Regions from separate parts of the Mus musculus genome. Here regions 1 and 3 are each linked to region 2. The links are chromatin contacts, called in public ChIA-PET and HiChIP or PLAC-seq maps. All regions are on one chromosome and are shown on one strand. The core of a region is the stretch at or near the end of the contact, and the rest is flanking DNA. Distances in the headings are between cores, read along the strand shown. Region 1 has its middle 20 kb from the start of Calca. Region 2 holds the start of Psma1 (proteasome subunit alpha 1). Region 3 has its middle 5.2 kb from the start of Insc.

Region 1 (4,463 bases), core at 752-3,251, 340 kb before region 2:
ACTAAAGTAGATGTGTCCCTTTCATTGTGTCCAAAAACTGTTCTCTTCGAGCTGTACCAATAGCATTAACATCATCAGATGACCTGGGTACAATGGGATCAAATTCTATGCTGGGGCCAGACATTCTGAAATTCCCATTTTATCATTTTAAAAGGTATCTATTAATTCTTTGAGAATTTCATATATAGTATTTTGATGATATTCACCACTTACCCCAAATTCTACCAGATCCAACATCCCTCCTTCCATCCCTGCCCAACTTGTGTCCTCAGTTTTTTCTTTTTAAAATTTTATACTCATCATTTCTATCCCTTTATCTCCCCTACAACTCTTCCCATGTTCCCACTCTCTCTCATGATATCTTATTTTATGTATTTATTTATTACTGTTATACATACTACACACACACACACTTGCTGAATTCATTTAGTGTTGCTCATATGCACCTGTGTTTAGGACTGCCCACTGGAGGATTAGATAACCTATCAAGAAGCTGATAATGCTGCTGATTTGAAGACCATAGCCTAAACAACAAGATTTTCACATTACTTTGATTGTAGTTCATTTTATTTGTATCTTAATCCATAAGATTATAATTAGGTAACACTTATGTCTCCTCCCACATACTTTAATTACCTTGCAGGAAATCACTGCTTGTTTTACTTTGTAGTGTTTGACAAAGCACTCAGAACTTCCAGGATGCTAATAGATTATTATGTTTTACATAAAAGAATAATGTGCAATTCCTGTTTTAAAGCTACTGAACTAAGTATGGCAGTGTATATGATGGTATATTGAGTAGAGTAAGTTGAACCAACCTTTAATCCTAGCACATTCAAGGTGAATGAATACAGGACAAGCACAAGTTCAGTGTCACTCTCAGATACAAAGGAAAAACCAGCTTCTACCACTTGATACTCTGTTTGCAAAAGTACAACCAGAAAGAGTGCATTTTTTTAAAAAAAATAGGAGAATTATATACTAATCTTGGAATAAAAGATGCCAAGGATTAAAATGGGTTTAAAATGGTTATAGGAAATATCTAGCTAAATGTTGACAGAAGAGATAAGATTAAGTAGCATTTTAGAAAGAAGGCCAAGACAGGAGACAAATACATGTCCATACAGACAGAACATGAAGTTTTAGACTCCCTATAGTCACTTCTGGAAGTATTAATAGAAGCCTGCTTTTAGTGAAATGCTTGCATACTCAGAACAAACTCCTGAGAGTCACTTTAGATGGGATCTGATCAGGATTCAAACTGGAGAGTATGCTATTGAGTCAACAAGTTACAAAGAGCACAAACTGGAGCAGTCTTCTTTTGGAGTCCACACTTATTCCTGTGTTTCTGCTGGGATCATGTAGCTTTTGGAAATAGACATGATTTCCATAGGTGACTCCATCTCTACTCAAATTTCTGAGCTCTTCGAGTGAATGGGAATGAAGAGGCTGACTAAGTACTTGTGTCTACTACAGCTCATTGTGAGCATGCCTTCACACCAATGGTCCTTACCTCTGAGCTGAAAAGGCACAGATTCTCAAGCAGGTAGCACCATCCAGTACATAACATGGAAATGATGGTTGACCAAGGCAGGAACTAGAAATAGAAGATTCCAGTTTCCCATTCCTGCTTTGCGTTGCCTTCTTTGTGTGGCATGTCTAGATCAGTCTCTACTGGGCTTCAGCTTTCCCTTCTGTTAAATGAGAGAGCTGGTACCGTGCACCATCTAGGCTTCCTTCCTGCTCAACTCTGTAGGATGGTGACAAAATGCACAGTAAAGTGTGTGGTTTGTCACAGTTCTGCTCCTTTCCTGTTGGGGTATGTCAGTCACCATCGTCATGGCCTTGGGGTTTGTTATCTCCAACAGTGTCAGAAGCCTGTCTGGTTATCAGCTATTTTTTATGCTGATCTCACATCTTGATCACCTTCTTTGTGCAAGCCCACAAGCGAACAGTGATGCTGTCCTAATCTTGGAGATGTACTAAAATAGACGATGACGTGAGTCCACCAAGCACCCTACCCGGAGTCAGCAAAACTAACAATGAAGCTAGAAAGACTGTAGCTAGATGAAGAAAGGACAAGCTATCTAGAAGAATTGAAGTTTCTTTATATCTGTGGAATTTTTAGAACATTAGTTATGAACAGCAATGGCCTCTGATATCTGATTAAACAAGGAGTTTGGTTTTCAATTATTCAATCAGTTCCAGAGCGTAGGGTAGGGGAAGAAGTTCCACTATCCCTGCAATGCCCTTCTCTCTACCACTAGTGCTGTTCTACCTTCTCTCTGAAACTAGAAGGATAGGAATCTCAGCTTTGGACATTTCTGAATTTCACAGTAGGGACAGGGACTCCTGAAGATGAGGCCCCGGCTGCCAGCATGAGTCCCTGACCCACAGTCCCTCCGGCCCATGCAGAACCACGGCACCAGCTGCAGGAAGCTTTGCTCTCATTTAGTGTTATCAGCAGGATCCACGGCTCAAAATGGATGGAGAAGGGAAGTTTCTGGAAGCAAGAGAAAAGAGAATAATCAATCTCTGTTAGTGTTGACCTGCATAGTAATAGTGTGTGTGTGTGTGTGTGTGTATGTGTGTGTGTGTGTGTGTGTGTGTGTTGATATATGTGTACACTCAAGTGTGGGTGTTTGTATGTACAATTTAATGTAAGCCCAAACAAATCATCTGAGCTATCCTTCTAGTTCTTCCAGGGACAGCACTTTGTCCTAAGAAGAGAGGCTCTCTTTGTCTAAAACAGTGAAGGCAGTGGCTCAGCTAGTGGCTGGTTATCAGGGAGGGGGAGGGGCAAATTACAAGGACTATAAACAAAAGTTGACACTGTGAATAAACACATGGAAGGGCAAATCTCATTCATTCATTGCAATCAGAAAAATGCCTTCATCCTGATATACCTGTCTCTTGTGAGGCTATGCAGTGCCTGGAAAATACAGAAGTGAATGCTCACAGTCACCTATTGGATGGAACACAGGGCCCCCAATGAACAAGCTAGAGAAAGTACCTAAGGAGCTGAAAGGGTCTGCAACCCGATAGGAGGAACAGCAATATGAACTAACCAGTATCCCCAGAGCTTGTGTCTCTAGCTGCATATGTAGCAGAAGATGGCCTAGTCGGCCATCATTGGGAAGAGAGGCCCCTTAGTATTGCACACTGTATATGCCCCAGTACAGGGGAATACCAGGGCCAAAAAGTGGGAGTGAGTAGGTAGGGGAGCAGGACAGGGGGAGGGTATAGGATTTTGGGATAGCATTTGAAATGTAAATGAAGAAAATATCTAATAAATTTTTTTTAATTTAAAAAATTTAAAAAAGGAAAAAAAAGAAAAATGTCTTTATTTTCTGTCAAGTCTGAGCTTTGTCAGATGAATTTGGAGAGATGCTAAAGGGAAAATAGAGAAAAATATCAATGTATAGTCTTTTATGACAAAGCAACAAACTAAACCTAGCCTTATCCACCATTACTTTGATAATGAATGATAGCTCTAGAGAACTGGAGTGCTAGTGCTCATACTGCCTCTGGAAAATCACTGTATAATATTATATTACATGTAGTTAGACAGGGCTCAGTGGTTAAACAACACTGGCTGCTCTTCCAGAGTACTAAGGCTCAAGTCTCAGTATCCACACAACCATATATAACTTTAGTTCCAGAAGGCTCTGACACATCACCGCTGGCAATAGCATGCATATGGTACACAGACATACATGCAGGCAAAACTCCCATACATATAAAATAAATATAAAAATAAATAAAAAGGAGTAGTAGATAGTGGTATTCTGGCACTGGTGTATATAAACTTTTGAGAGTTGATTGCTAAATTTTCAGAAATATCAAACTAATTACTAAATGCCATCGAGTCATAAATATAATTGAGTTATATAAAGTTATTTGTATATGTGTGTATGTGTTTATATGTGTATGGAGGGTAGAAGTCAATACTGGTGTCTTTCTCAATCATTCTCCACTTTTTTTTTTTCCAAACAAGTCCTGTTACTGAACCTAGAGCTCACTGATTTGTCTAGACTGGATGGAGTGCCAGCTCCAGGATCTCCGTTTCCATCTCCCGAGCACTAAGATTTCAGGTAGGTACCAGTATATCTGGCTTTCTCCTCCATCAATGATAGGTATTAAACCAGATCCTCAAATGTGAGACAAGCACTTCACCAACTAAGCCACCTCACTCTGCCCAAATCAACTTTAAAAGGTGATGGTAATACTCAAAGGTTGCAATTGTCTGTTAATGTTACTGTCCTCCACCACTCTTTGTTTTCTGGAAGTTCTTTATGTGGATGATTTCCATATGGAGCACACTATACAATAGTGTGCTAGTCACACCACTTCTCAACCTTCATTTAGTGATGTCACAGTGATAGCTTGACCTTGACCACAGGAGCGTCTATACCACAAATCAGCAAATGGAACCAATCAAGCCTTGCTTTTATGCTGTTATT
Region 2 (4,448 bases), core at 1,925-4,424:
CTGTAAGTGGAGCTTTGTGAATAAAGAAAGAATATCATATTATTTTCTGAGAAGATAGAAATCAAAAGGGCATTTTTAGGAATGATAGGTCCATTTTTAGTAGACTTTTCTTTTTTAAAAAGATTTATTATTTTTTATTTATATGAGTACACTGCAGCTGTCTTCAGACACACCAGAAAAGGGCATCAGATCCCATTACACATGGTTGTGAGCCACCATGTGGTTGTTGGGAATTGAACTCGGGACCTCTGAAAGAGCAGTCAGTGCTCTTAACTGCTGAACCATCTCTCCAGCCCTTCATTAGACTTTTCATTAATTTAATCAAGATTTAGTGAATACCATACGGTATCCCAAGCTCCCCAAGCTTTCTGCCAGATATGATGAATGCTTCAGTAAAAAATTTTAAAGTGAGCCAGTTGTGGTGGTACATACTTTTAGTCCTAGCACTCTGGAGACAGCTGGATTTCTAAGTTGGATGCTAGCCCAATCTATGCAGTAAGTACCAGACCAGACAAAGCTAAATAGTAGGATATTGTCTCAAAAGAAGATTTTAAGTTAAAACTTCCGATCTTCCCCTGCATAGTAGTGCACCCCTTTGTGCATACCATTAATCCCAGCACTCAGGAGGCAGAGGCAGGTAGATCTCTAAGTTTGAAGCCAGCCTGGTCTACAGAGCAAATTCCAGGACTGACAGGATTACACAGAGAAAAAATAAAACCAAAAATCCAAAAAAACTCACAAAACCAAAATTCCTATCCTTGACTGTTTATATGGTTTCCTGTTGTACATTTACAATAAACACAGACATACACACCAGCTTTTATGTGAGCCAGAATGAGGATTTTCTTTTCTTTGTTTCTAGAAAGATCTTTCCTTCGTAGGACCACAGTGGCATCATTATCATAACTACAAGCTAATGAGAAAACAACAAAAGCAAAATCAAGGGCAAATCATTAAGTAACTTCCTTAATCATTGGAGGAACAGTGAAGAAACACAAAAATATTATTACTAGTAATGAAAAGACAAAGCACACTCAAATTAGAGGATTTTTTTTTCTTTTTCTGCTCATCAGTTTGACAAGTTAGAAGGAATACACAATACCCATGGTGCTGCTGAAAGTATATACAAAGTGGCCTGTCAGTCACCACTGAATATAAGTTGATATTCCATCTTATAACTAACATATATTTATTGTAATTATAACTATCTTCCCTTTGACCTCACATGTTATAAATTCATCAAACACACAAAAGGTGTACACTAGAATAGTCATATTACTTTAATAACAGCAAAAACCTGCTAAGATCTCACCGATACTAGATTATTATATTTCCACATGATAGACTTCCATGCAACTACTAAAATTAATATAGGTCATTACCTACAGGCATGGTAAATTGGCTAAAACTTTTTAAGTGTATTAGTAAGAGACAGTTTAGTATAATCTTATCTTAAAACATGTATTTGTGTGAGGCACATGACTATAGAAAAGAATTGTGAAGATTTTTATAACATCTTCTAAAAGAAATCTCAAAAGTAGATGGGCTAATTTGGGTGCTTTAAACTATTTTATGTCTATGAGTATTTTCTCTGTATAGAAGTACAACATGTATCAAAAGATGGCCTAGTCGGCCATCACTGGAAAGAGAGGCCCATTGGACACGCAAACTTTATATGCCCCAGTACAGGGGAACGCCAGGGCCAAAAAGTGGGAGTGGGTGAGTAGGGGAGTGGGGGGGGGGGGGAGGGTATGGGGGCCTTTTGGGATAGCATTGGAAATGTAAATGAGGAAAATACCTAATAAAAAATATTTAAAAAAAAAAAAAGAAGTACAACATGTATGCACAAGCGTCACGGTAGCCGGAAGAGGTCCGATTCCCTAGAGTTGCAGAAGGTTGTAGACAGCACTCTGCAGTTCCACAACCATTTTTAAATGAGCATTTAATTTTCCCATTCATTCCAAATCCATTGTTCATTCAGCAATACAAATTATGTACCTAATATGTGCTAGGCACCGTGCTGGTGCTGCGAAAACAAAACAGCACTATCTATCAATTTAAAGTCAGAAATTTTTAAAAATAACAAGAGCCAGTGTTGGTGAATTTAAAGAACAAAGCAATCTAATTAACTGTTGAGAGCATATAAACGAGGGAGGGAGGGTGCAAACCCAGAGAGAGATGAGAAAAAGAAAAGCAAAAAGCATGATGGTTCAGAGGATTGCTATATTAGCTGCCAAGCTGTGAACCTGAGTTCAATCCCAGAATCCACGTGGCGCAAGGAGAGAACCACCAACTTCAAGTTGTCTTCAGACTCCCAAAAAAGGGTATGCAGGGACACAGACACACACACAAAACAAATGTAAAAACAAAAAATGTACATATATATACAGACATGAAAATATTTAGAATGTGATACTAATTACTGTGAACATAGACATTTAAATGATGTGTTACTCCGCCATCAAAGTTCAGATCCTTAAAGATCCTTACCTGACTCTGGGTACACGTTATTCAACAGAATTAGCAGTCTTGATTTCATTTGGGGATTAAACCAAAACATACTCTTTTAAAACTCGTAAGAAAACTCGCACCTTCCCCCTAGTGGCCTAATCTACCAGATACGGTATTTGGTTGTGGACAGCAGAAGATCAAGTGCCAGGACAGAAACCAGGTCCTACAATAGCAACTAATGATCATAAGTATCACGATCATGCGAGACCATGGAGCCTTTAAGGATGGGCTCTCCAAGTACTCAAGCATCTCAGGCCAGGAATATGAACACACACACACACACACACACACACACACACACTTGTTTTTTTTTTTTTTTTTTCTGCAGCCTCTTTCAGACACGCTGTTTCCCAAACCTCTCTGTGCACTGTGACAGATCTATGAGGGACCACCGCACCATCCCGAGCTAGGTGGCGACGTTCAACTGAGAGGACCGAGAGTTGGCGGGAATCTGCAATCCACTTGGGGATTAAAAAAAAAAAAAGCAAGGAAACTCTGGGCGTGACGTGAAGCCACGCCCCCCGCTTTCTCTGCGCATTGGCTTTCCCACCCCGGAGCTTCCTGCCAATCCCACGTTCTCAGCTTTCGCAGGCCCCGCCCACTTAAGGCTGGAGGGCGGGGCAGCGTTAGACGCCGATCCGTGGCTCTGGGATAGATTGCACTTCCTGCGTCGCCGCCGTCAAGACTCCGCAGGCTTCTTTGACGATCACCGAACCGTAGTTGGGGCCGTGTTCCTGTGTCCGCTGCTGGGTCAGGTTGTCGCTGCGCCGGAGCTATGGTGTGTTGAGCCCCGAGTCCTCGAAGGGTTTGGGGCTGAGGTACACTGACGTGGTCGGGGATCGGCCTCTGTTCCCTGGGGCGTGGGGCGGTGGGAGAGGGAGCTTACCTCACGGACAGTCTCCTACAGTGATTCAGCATCTGCGGCCTGGCCGGCGGGAAACGATCAGTAACCTGGGCGGCCTTTCGCTCAGCTTCTCCACCTTACGTGGGGTCCAGGCGCTCTCCCTCGCCCAGCCAGAGGCCCTCCCCTCTCAATTTACTTAGGTGGCCGATTTCAAGATGCCCTATGGTCCTTTGTCATCTGCATAGGAGGAAGGCTATAGGAATGGAGGGGTGCACCTGGCATCGCCTGCGCAGACCTGAGCCTGCAGTCAGGTCTTTAGACCAAATTCATCTTCCTTGTGGGTCTGTCTTAATCTGTCTCATTAGAATGCCGTCGGGAAAGACTCCATACAGTCACTTTGTTCTAAAAGGGGAAGTAATGGATTCAGGTTTACAGCACAGGGCCCTGAGCTGCTTCTGTGGAGTCTGCCATGCGAACTCTTGCCTTTTTTGCCATTATGAGTATTCTCCTAAGAGCCGATACACTTGCTTTAGTAATGACATTATGGCTGTAGTGGGTCTGCCACGGTAGCAATTTGTGCCCACCTCTTTACTGAGGATTTGTGTATATGTTAATTCATCCAGTGACAGGGTGCAGGTAGAGAGCTCAAAGTTAAACCAAACATAACTTTATTCATACTATAAAGATAAAAAAGGTATGTTGGAAGGTGTTATGGTACACGAGTTTAATCCCAGCACTTAGGAAGCAGAGAGGCAGAATTCTGTGAGTTTGAGGCAAGCCTAAGTCAAAGTTCCAGGACATCCATAGTGTAGAGACCGACACCAAAAAAAAAAAAAAAAAAAAAAAAAAGGAAGGAAGAAAAGAAGAAAAAAATATGTATAGTTGGTCATGATAGCAGACACCTGTAATCTGAGCACTTGGTAGGTTGAGACAGGACTTCAAGATCATTTTCCCAGGTATATAGGAAAAAGCCAGACTGGGCTTCATGAAACCTGTATCTCAAAGCTCTGCTGGAATATTGTGCTGAGAATTTTCAGAGAAAAGAAGAAACCTTCAAGCTCTGTTGGAATATTGTGCTGAGAATTTTCGGAGA
Region 3 (4,311 bases), core at 815-3,314, 460 kb before region 2:
GACTCACATACCCTAAATATAATCACAGATACCTTAGGCCACCTAATCAATTAGGGACCTGGGACTCTTATCCAGAGCTGCATCAGGCAAATGGCTATTCCAGCCTAACTCCAGGTCTTTGTCTTCCCAAAGGGGCTATCCTCCATCCACCAGTTTACATGGTGCTTACATGTTACTTCTAAAAGCAGAATGGATTCCCAAATGGATGGAAGACTTGAGGTTTACCATCTGCTCAGCCAGGTCCATAGCCAACACCTAGGCTTGATCTGGGTCCAGCTTGCCCTACATTTTTTGCCTTTTTTCTAAGAGAAGGCCCAGCACTACCACACCCTTCTGATTCATCCACATGCCAAGGAGCCCTGGGAGAATATAGGTGAGCCCTGGGCTGCTCCGAATCCCCACAGTGTGAGCTCTGCACACTTAGATGAGGCTGGAGGGCGCCCACAGGAGCTCACAACATGGCTGTGATGGTTTGTATATCCTTGGACCAGGGAGTGGCACCATCTGAAGGTGTGGCCTTGTTGGAATAGGTGTGACCTGGTTGGAATGGGTGTGTCACTGTGGGTGTGGGTATAAGATCCTCACCCTAGTTGCCTGGAAGTCAGTCTTCCACTAGCAGCCTTTGGATGAAGACATAGAACTCTCAGCTCCTCCTGCGCCATGCCTGCCTGGGTACTGCCATGCTCCCACCTTGATGATAATGTACTGAACCTCTGAACCTGTAAGCCAGCCCCAATTAAATGTTGTTTTTTATAAGACTTGCCTTGATCATGGTGTCTGTTCACAACAGTAAAACCCTAACTAAGACAGAGGCAATGGAATATCACCATCATTCAACACAGAGCCATGCTCCAGCGAGATGGTAAAAAGGAGGGAGGGCTCAGCAATGATTCAGGGAAACCATCAAAAGCCTGAAGAGCTGAGAGCAGGCATGCGCAGAAGTCAGGATCAGTCGTCTTCAGGAACGAACGTGGGTGCTGCCTGAAGTTTCCCTGCTTTGCTAGCAGCATCTACAAACTGGGCAGGAGATGTGCGTTCTCCCAAGCAACCACCAAAAGATCATGCCCAGCGAGGCCCGAGGATGACTTTGCATGGCAGCCTGGATTGAGGGGCTTATAACCCTCAATATCCTTTGTCTAGTTACTCTGACCAAATATCTTAGAAAGCATCTCAAGGGAGAGTTGGTCATCTTGGCTCACAGTTCAAAGGGATAAAGTTTATTATGATGCAGGATATTTGGTTTCAGACCCCTGGACAAGGGGTTCATATTTTACATACCAAAGCAGACCTGACCTCCAAGTTCTCCCAGTATCCCTCAGTCCCAACTGGCATACCCTGTCCCTAACCCTGAACTTTCCAGCTCAGTGGCTGGGCTTCCCTTCCCCCAGAGACTCTTCCCTATATAATCCAGACATTTTGATCTCTCTCTCTCTCTCTCTCTCTCTCTCTCTCTCTCTCTCTGTGTGTGTGTGTGTGTGTGTGTGTGTGTGTGTGCACTCTTTCTATCTCTTTACCCTCCCCTCTCTTTGCCTCCTCATGACAATAAACCTACCCATGTATACCTTAATCTGGCTTAAATTGGCTTGTTTCACTGGTAAAGAAATAATTTATCACAGAAGGTACAGTAGAGGACTCTGTTCTTTTTGGTGGGAGCTTACAGCATGGCAGAAGCTGGTCCAGGGTGGCAGCAGTGAGCAGTTGGTACTCCTTACCTCCTCACATCTGGGCAAGAGAGCTGACACAGGTGGGACCAGGTTATAAAACCGCAAGGCCCACCCCGTGTAACCTACTTCCTCCAAAAAACAGTAACACCAGCTGAGGCCAAGTATTCAAATACATGAGGCTTGTGGGGGGTGGGGGGGGGAAGGGAGGGACCTTTCACATTCAAACCACCTCCTACAATCAGATCCGGAAGTGCAGTGATGCAGGCAGTGGCTCTGGGAATAAATGACTCGTCCAGAAATTTGCATTTCTAAGGAATTTGTTTGGAATTACACTTAGGAACCACTGCCTTCTAGAACAAGAGAAAGGGAGGGGTCCAGTTTAGCTCAAATCTAAACTTCCAGCCTATCTCCCAAGTAAAAACTTGTCCAGTCTTGAAGACAGTTAGTTCTTTCCCCGTATCCAATCCCTCTGCCAGCTTCTGTGACTCCCCCTGTTGGTGGCTGGTTGATTTTCCTGGGCTCTCTAGTGTCCTCTATGTCTCAGCATTTCTAATGACAAAGATACTATATTCTACTCTGTCTTCCACCAGCAGAGAGAAGGTTATCCAGATGAGGACATTACATAGAAATAGCTTTGGACCAGACCAGCTTTCAGGACTGATATCAGAAGAGATAGCAGAAGGTTACCGTGGCAGCAGCTGAGCTGACAGCTCGACCCACGGAGAGGAGAGGAGGACCAGGATTCTGTTACTCAGTTGCAATCTCCTGTCCTGGATCTCTCCTGAATCCCTGAGAGGCATGCAGAGAGATATTGCTCAGCATCTGGAAGGGATGGAAGGGCAGGTATTCACAGAGGACAGAGAGAAGTGCATATGAACAGAGTCCCAGACAGGCCAGAATGGACACAGTGATACCAAGGAGATCTAGATCCTTGTCTTGGGGTTGCTATTCTCATTAGTAAAAGAATTTAAAAGTGAACTCAACAAAAGCCCCAGACAATTTTATTAGAGTTTAAAAGAAAGAAGATAAACAAACAAAAACACGGGGCAGGCAATCCGTAAATCTTAGCAGCTTCTCAGAGAATAACGGATGTGAGAAGAAAAAAGCCATGCCATTTGAGGTGCCAGCATGGAGGATGGCCACATAGCAGCAGCAGCCAGGAGACAGGGGTAGGGAAGTTGTAGGGAAAGAGCAACAAACCCCAAGGTGTAGAAAAAGTATCCTTAGGTTCTGGCCAGCATCCCAAATGAAAGAGACAGAAAAAAATTAAAGTTTATTCAGAAAGATGGGCAGACCAGTCAAACCTCATGGCTGTGCAGTAGAGACTGTGAAAAGCAAGGAAGGAGAGATATCTACTCTCCCATTAAAGGAATGATTATTCCTCCTAGCTCCTCAGCATGGGCCGAGGTGAACCCAGGTCATTAACCTTATCAACTAGAATGTTAGTCGTCCAAGATGCTACTCTCTTGACCAGAAGTTGTTTTTCTTTAAAGGGCCTTTGTTGTTCTAGCAGCTCACCGATCTTTCCAGCCTGACTCCGCACCTCCTCAAGAGAGAGATGTGTCCAACTTCCATCACTAGTGTGAGAATCTGTAATTTAATTAGAAGGGAGAGTAAGAAGACCTTCCCCAACACCCCCCTGCTGCCCCCCCCCAAAGTCTCCATCCTGGATATTACAACCTAGGATGTGAAACCTAGGTCTCCTCAGAGCTTCAGGGTCAGCAGGTAGATGGTGATCTGGAGTCCCAAGTACACTCCTCTTTCCAAGGAGGACAGCAGTTCTCTTATAGTCAGAGATCTGAATCCAGACAGCATCTGCTTAGATTTCTAGGTTCTTGTGTCTCAAGGCAAAAAATTGGACCAGGTTCACAGGGTCACATGGATAGTGATAGAGACAGAGACAGTTTATGGAGAAAAGAGCAAAAGGAAGAAAGGAAGGAAGGAACAGAGGGAGGGAGGGAGGAGGAAGAAGGGAGGGAGGGAGGGAGGGAGGGAGGAAGGAAGGGAGGGAGGGAGGGAGGAAGGAAGGAGAAAGGAGGAAGGAAGGAAGATAGAATGAAGAAAGGAAGGTAGGATACTCCTGAGAAAGAAAAAAGACCTTAGAGCTAGAACAGGAGGCTTGGTAGACTTTAAATGGGTTATTTACATACTGCCTGCCTTCTCTAGGAAATCACCTCTCCCAGACTGCTTTGTTATAGAGAGCCCGGTGGTGATGGGTTTTCAATATTCCCTCCCTTCCTCTCTTTCTCCTTCCCTCCCCCTCCCCATGCCTTAAACTGCTGCCAGGATTTCACATTCTTAGCTTGAACTTGGCCATGGTAGGAGTATTTATTTACACCACAGACCTGGGCAAATACTGCTTAGTCTCTCTCTGCCTCCTTCTGCTTTGGAAAACCTGTTATTAACTACTTACTGGCTCCACAAGGGGCCCTGCAGGTCTCAGTTTCTAAGCATCCCATAAAAATTCTGATGCAGACTTACTTTGAGAGACAAGGATCAACAAAGACATTCCATCTCAAACCCTCCATTTGACAGACAGGGAAACTGAGGCTTGGTGAGAGGAAATGTCTTGGCTTAGGTCTCTGTGTGTGATCCCCCTTTGTGTAATCAGGATGGTCAGGCTGATGATAATCCTTGGGTGTCTGAC

The links. ChIA-PET counts read pairs in DNA pulled down with a chosen protein or histone mark. HiChIP or PLAC-seq counts read pairs in DNA pulled down with a chosen protein or histone mark.
Region 1: an RNA polymerase II ChIA-PET map of effector CD8 T cells shows a contact between it and region 2, with 4 times the contacts expected there. The contact joins the enhancer-like site here to the promoter of Psma1 in region 2. A contact is called at or near these places in 2 of 39 promoter capture datasets (cranial neural crest and liver), 7 of 115 datasets of contacts at active chromatin or transcription factors (bone marrow-derived macrophages, effector CD8 T cells, embryonic forebrain and 4 more) and 1 of 9 other capture datasets (liver).
Region 3: an H3K4me3 HiChIP or PLAC-seq map of embryonic stem cells shows a contact between it and region 2, with 8 times the contacts expected there. The contact joins the enhancer-like site here to the promoter of Psma1 in region 2. A contact is called at or near these places in 6 of 39 promoter capture datasets (the 3T3-L1 cell line, cranial neural crest, embryonic stem cells and 2 more), 17 of 484 Hi-C or Micro-C datasets (B cells, the G1E-ER4 cell line, adipose-derived mesenchymal stem cells and 7 more) and 17 of 115 datasets of contacts at active chromatin or transcription factors (bone marrow-derived dendritic cells, bone marrow-derived macrophages, embryonic hindbrain and 6 more).

The regions. Positions count from the first base shown.
Region 1 is chr7:114,614,334-114,618,796 of GRCm38.p6, reverse strand. No RefSeq gene overlaps it. Among named protein-coding and RNA genes, the nearest start is that of Calca, 20 kb to the left of the region's middle. Within about 2 kb of position 2,001, at least 16 of the 459 cell types and tissues checked have an H3K27ac peak or open chromatin away from gene starts, as enhancers often do. A contact at or near this core is called in effector CD8 T cells, where this site is marked.
Region 2 is chr7:114,274,842-114,279,289 of GRCm38.p6, reverse strand. It overlaps Psma1 (proteasome subunit alpha 1), which reads left to right and starts at 3,174. Exons shown (of 10, transcript NM_011965.2): 1 at 3,174-3,289. The coding sequence starts at 3,287.
Region 3 is chr7:114,738,409-114,742,719 of GRCm38.p6, reverse strand. No RefSeq gene overlaps it. Among named protein-coding and RNA genes, the nearest start is that of Insc, 5.2 kb to the left of the region's middle. Within about 2 kb of position 2,064, at least 14 of the 459 cell types and tissues checked have an H3K27ac peak or open chromatin away from gene starts, as enhancers often do. A contact at or near this core is called in double positive thymocytes and embryonic stem cells, where this site is marked.